Regions from separate parts of the Danio rerio genome. Here all the other regions are linked to region 2. The links are chromatin contacts, called in public HiChIP or PLAC-seq and Micro-C maps. All regions are on one chromosome and are shown on one strand. Each heading gives the region's core, a stretch centred on a gene start, on an enhancer-like site or on the middle of the called end of the contact. The rest is flanking DNA. Distances are from core to core; before and after follow the strand shown. Region 1 overlaps LOC141375400 (a long non-coding RNA gene). Region 2 has its middle 17 kb from the start of irx6a. Region 3 overlaps fto (FTO alpha-ketoglutarate dependent dioxygenase). Region 4 holds the start of irx3a (iroquois homeobox 3a).

What was found. A called contact is a pair of places that touch in the nucleus more often than the background predicts. HiChIP or PLAC-seq counts read pairs in DNA pulled down with a chosen protein or histone mark.
Region 1: a contact with region 2 is called in a Micro-C map of caudal fin, with 14 times the contacts expected there. The contact joins two enhancer-like sites. A contact is called at or near these places in 3 of 18 Hi-C or Micro-C datasets (caudal fin, fibroblasts and an unstated tissue) and 1 of 4 datasets of contacts at active chromatin or transcription factors (caudal fin).
Region 3: a Micro-C map of caudal fin shows a contact between it and region 2, with 4 times the contacts expected there. The contact joins two enhancer-like sites. A contact is called at or near these places in 2 of 18 Hi-C or Micro-C datasets (caudal fin and embryo) and 1 of 4 datasets of contacts at active chromatin or transcription factors (caudal fin).
Region 4: an H3K4me3 HiChIP or PLAC-seq map of embryo shows a contact between it and region 2, with 10 times the contacts expected there. The contact joins the promoter of irx3a here to the enhancer-like site in region 2. A contact is called at or near these places in 5 of 18 Hi-C or Micro-C datasets (caudal fin, embryo, hematopoietic stem cells and 1 more) and 2 of 4 datasets of contacts at active chromatin or transcription factors (caudal fin and embryo).

Annotation. Positions count from the first base shown.
Region 1 is chr7:36,547,015-36,550,313 of GRCz12tu, forward strand. It overlaps LOC141375400 (a long non-coding RNA gene), which reads right to left. Exons shown (of 2, transcript XR_012383395.1): 2 at 2,506-3,299. Among named protein-coding and RNA genes, the nearest start is that of aktip, 17 kb to the right of the region's middle. Within about 2 kb of position 1,912, at least 5 of the 62 cell types and tissues checked have an H3K27ac peak or open chromatin away from gene starts, as enhancers often do.
Region 2 is chr7:35,607,900-35,611,107 of GRCz12tu, forward strand. No RefSeq gene overlaps it. Among named protein-coding and RNA genes, the nearest start is that of irx6a, 17 kb to the right of the region's middle. Within about 2 kb of position 1,607, at least 3 of the 62 cell types and tissues checked have an H3K27ac peak or open chromatin away from gene starts, as enhancers often do.
Region 3 is chr7:36,378,062-36,381,525 of GRCz12tu, forward strand. All of the region lies in intron 7 of fto (FTO alpha-ketoglutarate dependent dioxygenase), which reads right to left. Among named protein-coding and RNA genes, the nearest start is that of fto, 71 kb to the right of the region's middle. Within about 2 kb of position 1,895, at least 4 of the 62 cell types and tissues checked have an H3K27ac peak or open chromatin away from gene starts, as enhancers often do.
Region 4 is chr7:36,148,862-36,152,443 of GRCz12tu, forward strand. irx3a (iroquois homeobox 3a) reads left to right here and starts at 1,664. Exons shown (of 4, transcript NM_001320125.1): 1 at 1,664-2,088; 2 at 2,742-3,582. The coding sequence starts at 1,876. All of the region lies in intron 7 of LOC141375396 (a long non-coding RNA gene), which reads left to right.

The sequences.
Region 1 (3,299 bases), core at 662-3,161, 940 kb after region 2:
GTCTTGCTGTTTTCAATTTAGTAAAAACAACCAGTTCCTAACAGAATAAACTTGGAAATCAAACTTCACTGGTCATGATAAACGTTTCAGGTCTACAGTATAAAGAACCTGATGAATCTAGATTGGAAATCAGGCTTAAGTGTTTATACTGTTTTGTGTTGATTCATTTGTTTAAAGCATCAACTAGCAAAAAAAATCTATTGTGGTTCTGATTTTACTGAATTTTTTAACTGACTATAAAGTACTATAAGGTTCTAAGCTTGGAAATCAGACTTCACTTACTGTTTGCCTTTTTTCTAAACCATTAAACAGAATCGAGGCAATGCAGTGGCGCAGTAGGTAGTGCTGTCGCCTCGCAGCAATAAGGTCGCTGATTTGAGCCTCAGCTGGGTCAGTTGGCATTTCTGTGTGGAGTTTGCATGTTCTCCCCTCGTTCGCGTGGGTTTCCTCCGCCTGCTCCGGTTTTCCCCACAGTACAAAGACATGCGTTACATGTGAATTGCTGCCTAAATTGTCCGTAAAGTATGAGTGTGAATGGATGTTTCCCAGAGATGGGTTGCAGCTGGAAGAGCAACTGCTGCATAAAACATATGCTGAATAAGTTGCCGGTTCATTCCACTGTGGCGACCCCAGATTAATAAAGGGACTAAGCCGAAATAAAATGAATGAATAAACAGAATTGAATGTCAAGATCTGATTTAAGATTTGATGGTCGCTCTGTATGAATTTTCTCTAACTAAACTAAACTAGCTTGTAAATATTTTTCAATTATATATGACTTCACTGTTCACACAGCATGTTTTTGACTAAAATAAACCAGAAGAACCAAGCTTGGGAATCAAATTTTACTGATTTCACTGTATGTTTTTGATTCGCTATAAAGAATGAATACCAAACTTTACTGGTCAGGCTTTTTGTTTTTGATTCAAGACCAAGTTTGTAAAAGTAATTTGCTTGGGAATCTGACTAAAATGGCTTTGCTATATGTTTTTGATCCACTCTAAAGATTGTCAAACTTAAAAATTCAAACTTCACTGTTTGCCTTGTCATTTGTTCTGCAATCCGTAGAGTCAAAAGAACTTCATTGTGATCAGGCTGCATATTTCTGACAGCCTAAAAAAAAAGCGGCTCAAGATAACATGCTTGGGAGTCTGACTAAATCTGAATATGATCGCATATTATATTTTGAATGTTCCCTATAAAGAATCGGAACAGTCAAGCTCAGAACCTGGCCGTCACTGATCACACTGTATGTAATGCTAACCTGCTATTAAAAACAAATTTATTCATTTAATAACATAAACCGGATATCAGTTTATGGATGTCAAATGTCAAATCTCTTTAGACGTATAGCCAATGTTTGACCCAGAATCATGAAATCCTATGCATGGGAAGCAAAACTATAAGTTTTGGTTCACTGAATGAACATAAATATAGTCATTGATATTTACTGCAAATCTAAAGTGAAAACAGCAGTTTAGTTCTCGAGTGTGTGAAATAGCTATTTGCTCTTGGTCAAGCACAATGCACGACAACACACCAAAAGAAGCACAGAAAGAAATGTAGGAGAGAGAGAGAGAGGTGTTGGAGGGTGGTATGGCATTAGGTCTTGATCTTATTAGCGGTGATTGGTTTTCTCCGACCTCACACTTGGTTTGGGCTGTAATTGCCTCTGGCAGGACTGGGGCTGTAACCGTGGCGATCGGGGAGAAAAGTGCCATGCCTTTGTTTGCGGCAGCCGCCACATGGTGTTGTGTGTGGCATCAGCTTTGGGGAGATGATGGTTATAACCGTGGTGCTGCCTTTTAAAATCATTTAATAGGGAGTCGTTTCACAGGCATGAGCTCTGAGGCTTGGGGGGAAAAGCAACATCACAGAGAAGGAGTTTATAAGTTCACGCCAGGAGAGAAAAGTGAATGATAGAGAAAGGCTGCCACCTGCTGTTCATGAGCTAAATGGCTCCAGGCCGGGTACGTATTTTTCTCCGCGAATATATTAAACGCTTTCAGTTCATTAAGAATTTAATTTTGTTTTCTAATTTTCTCAAAGGGGTGTTTTATGAAACACAAGACTTTATTAGAAATTTATTTTATTTTTAGTGACATTATTTTTTTATACATTCAGTATCTTGTTTTTTATTTGCTCTTTGCAAATAAGCTATAAAATACGCTCAATTTAAAATTCTCTGAATTCATATTCTTGTTGACTTGCTGATATTTAAAGTTACACGAAAAATTACACGAATCGTTACCTACCTTCGAACATACCTTCAGCTCGTCTCACTTTTTTCCTGATGACCATTGTTATAATTTAGGCAAAAGCAGTTGACTGCAGATGCCCGTCGAATAAAAAGTCTACTGCTTTTGCCTAAATCACACTTAAGTGCAGCTTTAAGTAGACGAGCTCGCTGTTCCCCTACTGCGTTAAGTGTCTAGTTTAATTTAATTCAATAATCCCGATAAATGAAATAAATCCCTTTTGGGACACCCATCTTTGGTTAGGGAGATAATGCGAAATGAGGTTCGGAGAGAAAAATTAGGACATTATGGTTGATTGAGCTTTAACAAAAAGAGGAAATATTAATACCGAGATATCCTTTATGTTTATAATTTTCGTTTAATGAATGGGCGCATCCGTGTGGAAAAAATAATCACAGGGAAAAAATGGAGGAGAGTAGATTGTTAGGAGCTTAGTTTAGGAACGAATTAACATTTAATCCAATCCCGATGCAAATTGTTTCACTTAAAACTTTTCATTTCGTTTTGTGTTATGAATTATGCTTTTGCGTGTGTTTCAACAGAAGTCTGTGCATGAAGCTAATAGAAGCCAGTGTAGGACTGCTTTCTGCTGAACTTTGAACAGAGGTGTTCAATAGAAAGAAATGCATACAATGTAGGCTATAATAAAACGTTTAAGCAGAATATTTGAATTCATTTTGAGGGAACTGCAAAGCTAATAATAATCATGTATCATTGTGACATATTTAAATAAACTGTTGTTGTTGTTGTTTTTTACTGTAGCCAAGATTTCCAAGCACCCTGTTGCCATGTTTTATTACCAAGTCTTGCTTAGGCTACAGTTAACAAATCTATTGAGGTATAACACAAGACAGAAAATAATAGAATTTAAGTATGAACACCAAAGTCTTTTCATTAGGACATTTGCTGTTGCCTAAATCTACGGGGTGGGTAAAGTAACAAGGCAATATACTGGCTAACCTAGTAGTCACTGGAGTCAAATGCAAATAGTAATATGATGAACAGTATGTAGGTATGTAACCTATGAAGATATTATATTTT
Region 2 (3,208 bases), core at 357-2,856:
TCATGTGTTTTATGCAGCGGATGCTCTTTCAGTTGCAACCCAGTATTGGGAAACACCGATACATGCTCTCATTCACACATACACACACACATACACTCTGCGGCTGTTGTGGACATGTGGAGAACATGCAAATTCCACACAGAAACTGGTCCAGCCGGGAATTGAACCAGCAACCTTTTTGTTGAGAGGTGACAGTGATAACTACTGAGCCACCGTTATGTTATTATTAAGTGCATTGAAATAATGAAGTACACTTTAAATAAATTTTAAATACTTAAAATTAGTTGCAGACACTGATTAAAATGGTTCATAATAACAGTGGAGTACTGCTTTAACATTTTAAAAAAAAATTAAAAAATGTGGTATTTGTCTGGGCCAAGTGGAGGAGTTTACATGTTGGAAAAGGCTGGAAATGGACATGTATATATCTATTAGCCTGCTAATCCAAATATGTCATGTTTACTCTTTTTGGCATCTCTCCTAGAATACTACAGGATTTCTTAGATTTTAACAGGCTCATGCTGACATTAATATTTAGTATGAAAATATTTTGTTTTAGAGGGAAGCTTTTCTCCATGACTCATACTGTATATTTTTTCAAGTTGGATGGGAATTATATAACTGTCATGTTTTAGGAAAACTAACATGGTTACCCTATTGGACAAATAAACATGTTCCAAACCTATTTGAGTTTTTCTTTCATCTGTTGAACACAAATGAAGATTTTTTTTTTGAAGACTGTTGGAAATTGGTAGCCATTGACTTCCGTATATTTTTTTATTAGTAATTCTATAAAATTGATTTCAGAACTTTTTAGAAATGTCTTCTTTTATGTTCACCCGACTGCCTTCGCGTGGGTTTCCTCCGGGTGCTCCGGTTTCCCCCACAGTCCAAAAACATGTGGTAAAGGTGAATTGGATTGGCTAAATTGTCCATAGTGTATGAGTGTGTGTGTGTGAATGTGTGTGTGGATGTTTCCCAGAGATGGGTTGCAGCTGGAAGGGCATCCGCTGCGTAAAAACTTGCTGGATAAGTTGGCGGTTCATTCCGCTGTGGCGACCCCGGATTAATAAAGGGACTAAGACGACAAGAAAATGTATGAATGTTCACCCAAAAAAAAAGAAAAAAACCACTACATATCAGTTTGGAGGCACTCAAGGGTGAGTAAATGGTTAATTAAATTTACTTTCGTGGGTAAATTATCACTTTAAAACATTATTTCTAAAAAACTGTCAGGAAAATGAAGTCATTTTTGTTCGTTTTAAATCATAAAAAACTATAAAGATAAATATGCATGAACACACGCATATCATATGAACTGTGGATAACAATAATTGGTGTGAAAGGGATGCTAAACGTATTAGACCAGGGGTGAATTTCAGTGCACTGAGATTTAAGTGTGTGTGTGTGTGTGTGTGTGTGTGTGTGTACTCCTGTATGTATGTGTGTGTGTGAAGAAAATGAATGAGACTAGCAGGTCTGCAGTTTACCTGAGTGTGTTTTTCCTCTCTCTGTCACTCTTACGGGCCTCTGCCAGAGTTGTCAGGGGAAGTGAAACTCCATGTTGTGCCTGGAGAGTTCGGTCTCTAGAGGTCAGTGCAGTTCCACTAGTGACAGCTGCACTCACAGACCTGCTGGAGAGCCAACATGGCCGCCAGACACTAGATGATCATGGGGAGGAGGGGGCAAAATAATTAAAGCGAGGATCAAATATGTTTGGGTGACAAGCAGTCAGATTCACACACACACAGACAGACATACACACAAACACACAGAGGAGTGCAGCCCTCGAGGGTCCCTGACCTTGTCTCTGAAAGCGCTGCTGTGTGTGATGGTGTGGAGCTCATGAATGAATGTAAATGAAGGACTGCTGTGTGGCTCATTCAAACTCAGACTGCGCTGTCTGTGGACATTACGTATTTGAATAATTGATGTATGAAATATTATTTTTTATTGTTCTCGTTTATGGAGTCGTATGTGTGAAATGTCTGTGGTCTTTAGAAAAATTGTAATAATGATAATAATAATAGTTGTCACTTATACAAATATGGTACTTGCATCAGTAATAATAAATAATTTTATTTAATGGTCATTTTTATTAGTTTATGTTATCAGTATTTATTATTATAATATAATTATTTAATAATTGATCTCTGCCAATATTTTTAATTATAAATATATATACTATATATATATATATATATATATATATATATATATATATATATATATATATATATATATATATATATATATAATTGTTATTATTATTATTATTATTGCTACTATTATTATTGTTGTTGTTGTTATTATTATTATTATTATTATATTTGATTATTTGCTGTTTTTATTTATATTACTGAATAATGCAGATAACTATTTCTATTCTATACTAATAATAAAAAGAATATATTAATAAAATTAGAGCTGGACCGATAAACAATATTATATTGAATCGCAAAAAAAATATGTTGATAACAATAAGCTCTGGATTTTTACTGTTTATTGAATGCACAGCAAAGGGAATCTAGAAGTCTGTTGATATTTGAGTGCACCAATTTTTCGGCCACCCAAAGATAATCAGACAAAATAGGTTATTCTATTTAATGGATCGTCTCATTTTTGTGGCTTCAGTCATTGTTGGGATGTTCTTATAAATCTGGAAGCATTACCAACTAATTTCAAATTTTATTATTGTTTAATATAATAATAAAAAAAAGCCAGCTTGCATTTTTGCTAAATAAAATGTATAAATAAATTACTACTACTACTAAAAAACAACAACAAAACATTTTTTTAACCTAATAGCAACAATTATTTAACTGTTATTATTATATGTTTTTATACTTTTTTTTTTTTTTGTCACTTCTCAGAGCCATAAGAGGCATAAGCATCTTGATAATTATTGGACTTGACTGTATCTTGTTCAAGTACTCCAAAAACAGCCATTTCAAAAGTAGGCCTGATGGCTTTATTATATGCCTCGGACAGAATTTTAAATATAGTTAATATATAGTTAATATAGTCCAATAATCGAACAGTCTGGGTCATGCCAACAGTACTTCTAATGCAACTATTAATAATGATTATTACTATCAATATTAGTACCCCCCCTCCTCCCTTTTATTTTATTTTTATTTTATTTTTTTTATAAAGAGTAACACCTGGATATTTCCAAAACCTGAATGTGATTGAAAATTAAACAATT
Region 3 (3,464 bases), core at 645-3,144, 770 kb after region 2:
GAGTATTTATTTTATAAAGCGCTTTCACATTCACGAGAGGTTTATTCAAGCTCCAACAATTCTACCAATTCAATATTTGTACAACTAATAAAACGCATAAACGCCTAGATCAGGTTAAACTAAATGCACACTCAATTTGAAATATACATCTATGAATATTTTTTCTGAAAGGTGGGATTTTAAGAATTACCGATGAGGAAATGTAAATAAAAATGTGATTAAAATGCTTTTATTATGCTTAATAAAATAGATTATATAATGAGATACATTAAAAATAAACTTCCTAGATTTTTCTTGTGGTAAAATAATATATATATATATATATATATATATATATATATATATATATATATATATATATATATATATATATATATATATATATATATATATATATATATATATATATATATATATATATATATATATAATTTTTTATTATTATTATTATATTTATATTTATATAATAGAAATATTTCCCAAATGATGTTTAACAGAGCAAGGTAAAAGTAAGTCTAATAATATTTTGTCTTCTGGAGAAAGTTTTATATCAGCTAGGATAAAAGCAGTTTTGAATTTTTTTAAAAAGATTTTAAGGTCAAAATTATTAGCCCCTTTGAGCTATATATTTGTTGGATAGTCTATAGAACAAACCTCATTATACTATAACTTGCGTAATTACCCTAACCTGCCTTGCCTAATTACCCTAACCTGCCTAGATAACCTAATTAACCTAGTTAAGGCTTAAAAGTGCCCTTTAAGAATACTAGTATCTTGAAAAATATCAAGTCAAATATTATTTACCGTCATCATGGCAAAGATAAAAGAAATCAGTTATTATAGATGAGTTATAAAAACTATTATGTTTAAAAATATGTTGAAGAAATCTTCTCTACATTCAGCAGAAATTGGGGGGGGATTAACAGGGGAATTAATAATTCAGACTTCAACTGTATGGTCTCGGTGCAACTTAATTGTACAATATACAATAAAATACACAATATGCTTTAAAAGCATAGTAAATGTAAGTATAGTGTCTACTTTAAAAACAGTGAACATAAAATGTCCTTATATTTGTGAAATGTTCTGACGGCCTTCTGAATAACATTTGTAAAACAACAACAAAAAAATATAATAATAATAATAAAAATAATACTAATAATAATAGTTGTTGTTATTTATTTTTTGTTATTATTATTATTATTATTATAATACACAAAGTATTACATTGAAAATATTTTAATACAACTTAGCAAAACTTGTTTAAAGGATAATGGGAAATCATACACATTTATATAATTTATACCGATATTGGATTATTGTTGTGCGTGTCCACTTTTGTCACTAATAAATATTTTACCAAAAAAATTACTAAAAAAAAATAATAATAATAAATAAATAAATAAATAAATAAATAAATATATATATATATATATATATATATATATATATATATATATATATATATATATATATATATATATATATATATATATATATATATATATATATATATATATACTAAATGCTATACACAGAAACTAAAATATACCCTATTACACAGGTGAATGTCAGCACTATTAAACTGTTTCTGGAAACAGAAGGAAAACTGGTATCTCATCTGAGACTGTCTCACCCCTTCTCTCTCTCTTTCTCTCTCTCTCTCTCTCTCTCTCTCTCTCTCTCTCTCTCTCTCTCTCTCTCTCACACACACACAAACACACACACACACAAACACACACACACACACACACACACACACACACACACACACACACACACACACACACACACACTCACACACACTCAAGAGGCTGTCTTTAGCCCCAGCAGCACATTAGATGTGATTACTGCTCAAAGAGCGAAACGGGCAGTGAGAAACAGGCAGACTGTGATGATACAACAGTGCCCCCTACTGAAAGACCCTTTAGCACTGAGAACACAAACACAGGCATAGAGACCAAACACGTGTCAAACAGACAGTTCTGATCAGCTGTGATGGCCTAGATGTAAATAACCACTGTGTGTGTCCAGTACTGAAAGCCTGGATGCTGACCTGCTTAAAGAGGTCAAGTGCGGTCAGAAGGTTTATGACGAGAACAACAACTTCTTGTCCCTTCTTGTTTTCTTTTTTAATTGAATTAAAGGCTGCAGAAAATAACTTTGACCAGTAATTATTACAAGCTACAATATTATGTGGTTTAAATAAATCACATTTTATTTCTTAACTGCAGCGATGTGATTAATTTAAGCCATCTATAAATGCACAACGGAAAATATCAAGCTGCACATCTCCCAACCTCAGTGGAAAAAGTCATTTGATAGGTTTATCTACAGTACATACCTCAAGGTTACTTTCCCAGACACCACAAAGACAGCACCTGTGTTATATTCCTTACATTAAGCAACCGCAGCTAAAATATGAGGATGAAAAGTACAACGTGTTAACTAATACAACTGCTAATGGGGGGGGGGTGTCGCTGGGTCGAACCTCGGCTCAGTTGGCCTTTCTGTGTGGAGTTTGTATGTTCTCTCTGTGTTAGTGTGGGTTTCCTCCGGGTGCTCCGGTTTCACCCACAGTCCAAAGACATGCAATACAGGTGAATTGGGTAAGCTAAATTGGCCGCTGTGTATGAGTGTGTGTGCATGTGTTTGTGGATGTTTCCCAGAGATGGGTTGCGGCTGGAAGGGCATCCATTACGTAAAAACTTGCTGGATAAGTTGGCAATTCATTCCGCTGTGGCGACCTCGGATTAATAAAGGGACTAAGCCGACAAGCAAATGAATGAATGAATAATAATGATAATATTAATAATAATAATAATAATAATAATAAAAGTAATTAAAAATAATAATAATAACAATTATAATAATAATAATAATAATAATTGTAATAACAGTAATAATAACTATAATAATAATAATAATAATAATAATAAAAGTAATAAATAATAATAATAATAATAATAATAAAAATAATAATAATAATAATAATAACAATAATAATAAAAATGATAATAACAAAAATAATAATAACAATAATAATAATAATAATAATAATAATAATAATAATAATAATAATAATAATAATAATAATAATAATAATATAACAATAATAATAACAATAATAATATTAATAATAACAATAATAATAATAATAATAATAATAATAATAATAATAATAATAACAGCAATAATAATAATAATATTCCAGATAAGGATTTTCATTTTTTCAATTATATATACATAAAATGATCATAAAAGAAACTACATATTCAAATGTTCTAATCTCTCATGTACATATTTGTCTGCCTCCCTCATTCTTGTCGTCTGGACGGCCACACACAGAACCTGCACACTTGTTTCACATTCACCACATGAACTGCGGATTTAAATAAATGTAAAATGTGTTAAACAGCGCTGAGGTTACAAGTGGTAGCAGAAAGCAGAATCAAATTAGCCAA
Region 4 (3,582 bases), core at 414-2,913, 540 kb after region 2:
TTCACCAAATGCGCAATTACTTTGCATCAAAATAACAGCCAATGTGTGTAGGTAAAATCAACGTGAAATATGACTGAAAGGAAAAGCAGACTGCTTGAAACGTAGAGCGTTAGCTGTACTTTGCATTGTCCCAGATGGCGCAGTGCTGTGGGGTCAGCCGGGTGGGCTAAGAGCTCTTGTTAGCTCTGCAGGTCCGTGTGGGTGTTATTGACGGTTATGTAGTTATTACCATGCGCTCTGAATGGCATCAGACTGCTGTTCTAATTAATAACCCCCGTATTCCTGCATTGTTAGACGTCAAAACAGCAGGCACGTGGTAAAGAGAACATGGAAATCTGGGAGTCCCTAAATAAGCGAAGAGCCAATACAAATGCCATTCCAGATATTATGGGATGCCTTAACAATATCTCTTTAAAAGCAGATGGTAGATTTAAGAGGAACATTAAGTTCTTGGAAACCACTTCAGTAAATCCAAACCGAAGTTGATTTGCCCTAATCTTTCATTACTGAATTGAGATTTAGTCATCCTATATTCAAATAAATGAAACTCGTTAAAGCACTAATCGGTGCCGTTGTTTGGAAGACGATTAGCAGACATATGATGACACTAGACTAGAGGCATAATACGATTATGGATGTTTCCTGCATATTTTCATATATTGATTCAAGGAATTTCAATCGTGATCATCGTCCTTGTTTTAATCCGTATTATTTACAGAAGGGTGCGGATTATATCAGATCTTTTCAGTGGATATCTGTCGATCTGTAGAGTAATCCGGTAGGTTAATCGCTTAAAATATGTTTTTTAAGAACAGAAGATTTTACACATGAATGCAATTGAAACATTTGCGATTATAATTTAATACATCAAAAACGCCCAGAAGACTGACAGTTTAACTGTATTACTTACATGACATAATAATAGTAATAGTAATAATAATAGTAATAATAATAATAATAAGAGTAGTAATAATATTAAGTTAAAATGTAAATGCACCACACTAAATTGTAATTTAGTGAATATGTACATAAAAAATAAATGTGCTGCTCTTCAAGCTTTTCGTTTGTTGTCAACTTACTCAGAAGGCGAACGGTAAAATGCCAATGTTTTGATGGTTCACACACTAAAGGCGTCAGAGGACCTCGACTGGCTTGTTCCGTGTAAGATGAACTAAAAACGCTCTTCGTACAGTACAAGGTTTTCCTTCAGTATTTTGTCAGCGCAAACAAAATTCTGTCTGAACTCTCCGATTTACACTTTGAAGTTTTTCGTTTCACATGCATGAAGAAGACGCGACTAAATGAAAAACACTAGATCTCACTAGATCTTAATGACTCAAGAATAAAATATTTACCATTTTGTGGATCAACATTTTTGAGAAGTAACAAAAAAATGGGAAAGGGCTGAAGCCGCGAACAAATAACAAATGAAATGATTGGCGAGCCATAAAATGAGATTTGAAACTCATTCAAATAAGAGATGGCGACGTCAGAGGACTTATCCAGACGGAGAGCAGGAGCGGAGAGAGAGAGAGGGGGAGAGAAAGAGGGAGGGAGGGAGAGAGAGAGAAAGAGAGAGGCTGTGTAAGTGGGGGTGAGACTTGAGAAATAGGAGGAGCTTCTGAACGACTAAAAATGTCAATCACAAAAAGGAGTTCCAATAATCTAAAGCAATCTGTAAGGACCTGACCTTAGTCCATTCAGATCAATAGGGAAGTAAGGGAGGAAAGCGCAATCGGATCGTTTACACTGGCTCTTTCGGAGGAAATATAGACTTCCCTGACACTTTGTACTCACTGTAAAGTGGATATCGTGGTGCGCACCAAGAGGGCGATTCGCCGCTTTTTGTGACTCCAGTAGACTTTCTCCACAACAATGTCTTTCCCACAGCTGGGATATCAGTACATCCGACCCATATACTCGCAGGACAGGCAGGGGATAGGCAGTGCCCGAGCCGGGACAGACCTGAGCCCGTCCGGGGCGCTCTCTAATGTTCTCTCTACTATGTACGGATCACCTTTCGCAGCCGCACAAAGCTATGGAGCTTTTCTTCCTTATTCAAATGATCTGTCCATTTTCAACCAACTGGTGAGTAATCATTTTATTTTCGTGTAATTTTTTAATCTTACTATAATTGCACAAATAAAATTAACTGTTTAAAACATGTTTAACATATATGCCACGGCTTAATACCTAACAAAATCCTTCAATTCGTGTTTCTGTACTAGTCGTTACCGACTGCTTGTTTTGCTAAATGATTGTGAACTTTGCTTTTTTTATGTTTTGTAAAGACAAAAAAGTTTTAAAAAGTTATAAATAATAGCTGTTCAAAACAAAAATAAGCGAAAAGCGTGTTATTGTGATGTTAATGAATTGCAATCAATTAAAATAGCTATACTATTTTATTAGTCTACTTCTTTAGATGTGCATATTAAAATATCATGTGTGTGGTGTGTGTGTGTGTATATACGTGCATTTAATTGTTGATATTTTAATATAGGATATATGCAATATCTTGTCAGTGTGAAATAATTTATATAAATGCATTGACAAGTTATTAAATAATTTAATACAGTTCATAAGCCCAATGTTTTTTATCTATTTTTTTTTCTTTTTAATTGCTCTCATAGAATCAAAATCATTTACAGAATTAACATATTCTTAAACAATACATCCAGGTCAGGCCAATTATAGTGATAGGGAATTGCACTAATGTTGAATCAATGTTCTGTGTTTTTAAGGGAGCACAGTACGAGTTAAAGGACAGCCCGGGCGTCCAGCATCCTGGATTTGCTCATCATCATCCTGCTTTTTATCCATATGGTCAGTACCAGTTCGGAGACCCTTCCAGACCCAAAAATGCCACCAGAGAGAGCACCAGCACGCTTAAGGCCTGGCTAAGCGAGCACCGGAAAAACCCATATCCTACCAAAGGCGAGAAGATCATGCTGGCCATCATCACTAAAATGACCCTCACTCAAGTGTCCACCTGGTTCGCTAATGCCAGGAGGAGGCTAAAGAAGGAGAACAAGATGACCTGGACCCCACGGAGTCGCACGGACGAGGAAGGAAATGTTTACAACAGCGATCACGAGGGGGATGACGGAGACAAACGCGAGGACGAGGAGGAAATCGATTTGGAGAATATCGACACGGAGAATATTGAGAATAAGGACGATTTAGACGAGCAGGACGAACTGCATTCTGATTTGAAACTGGATGGCAGGAGTGACTCAGAAATTTCAGACGGCTATGAGGATTTACAAGGGCCGGAGCAAAGATTGTTCAAAGCGATGGTGAAAGACGGTAAAGAAATTCACGGCGACCGCGCAGAGCACTTTCACCATCACAGTCATCACCATCACCTCCACCACAACAGCTTAGAACAGGCCAACGGCGAACCGGTCAAAATCAACCAGGCCATTATCAACTCTCCGCCCTCAGAAAACAACCCACCTCCGGCTCCAAAACCTAAGATCTGGTCTTTGGCAGAGACCGCCACAACTCCAGACAATCCACGAAAATCTCCTCTGATGAACGGGACTTCCGCTGCGTCGGCCACTCAGACCATCATCACTCCAC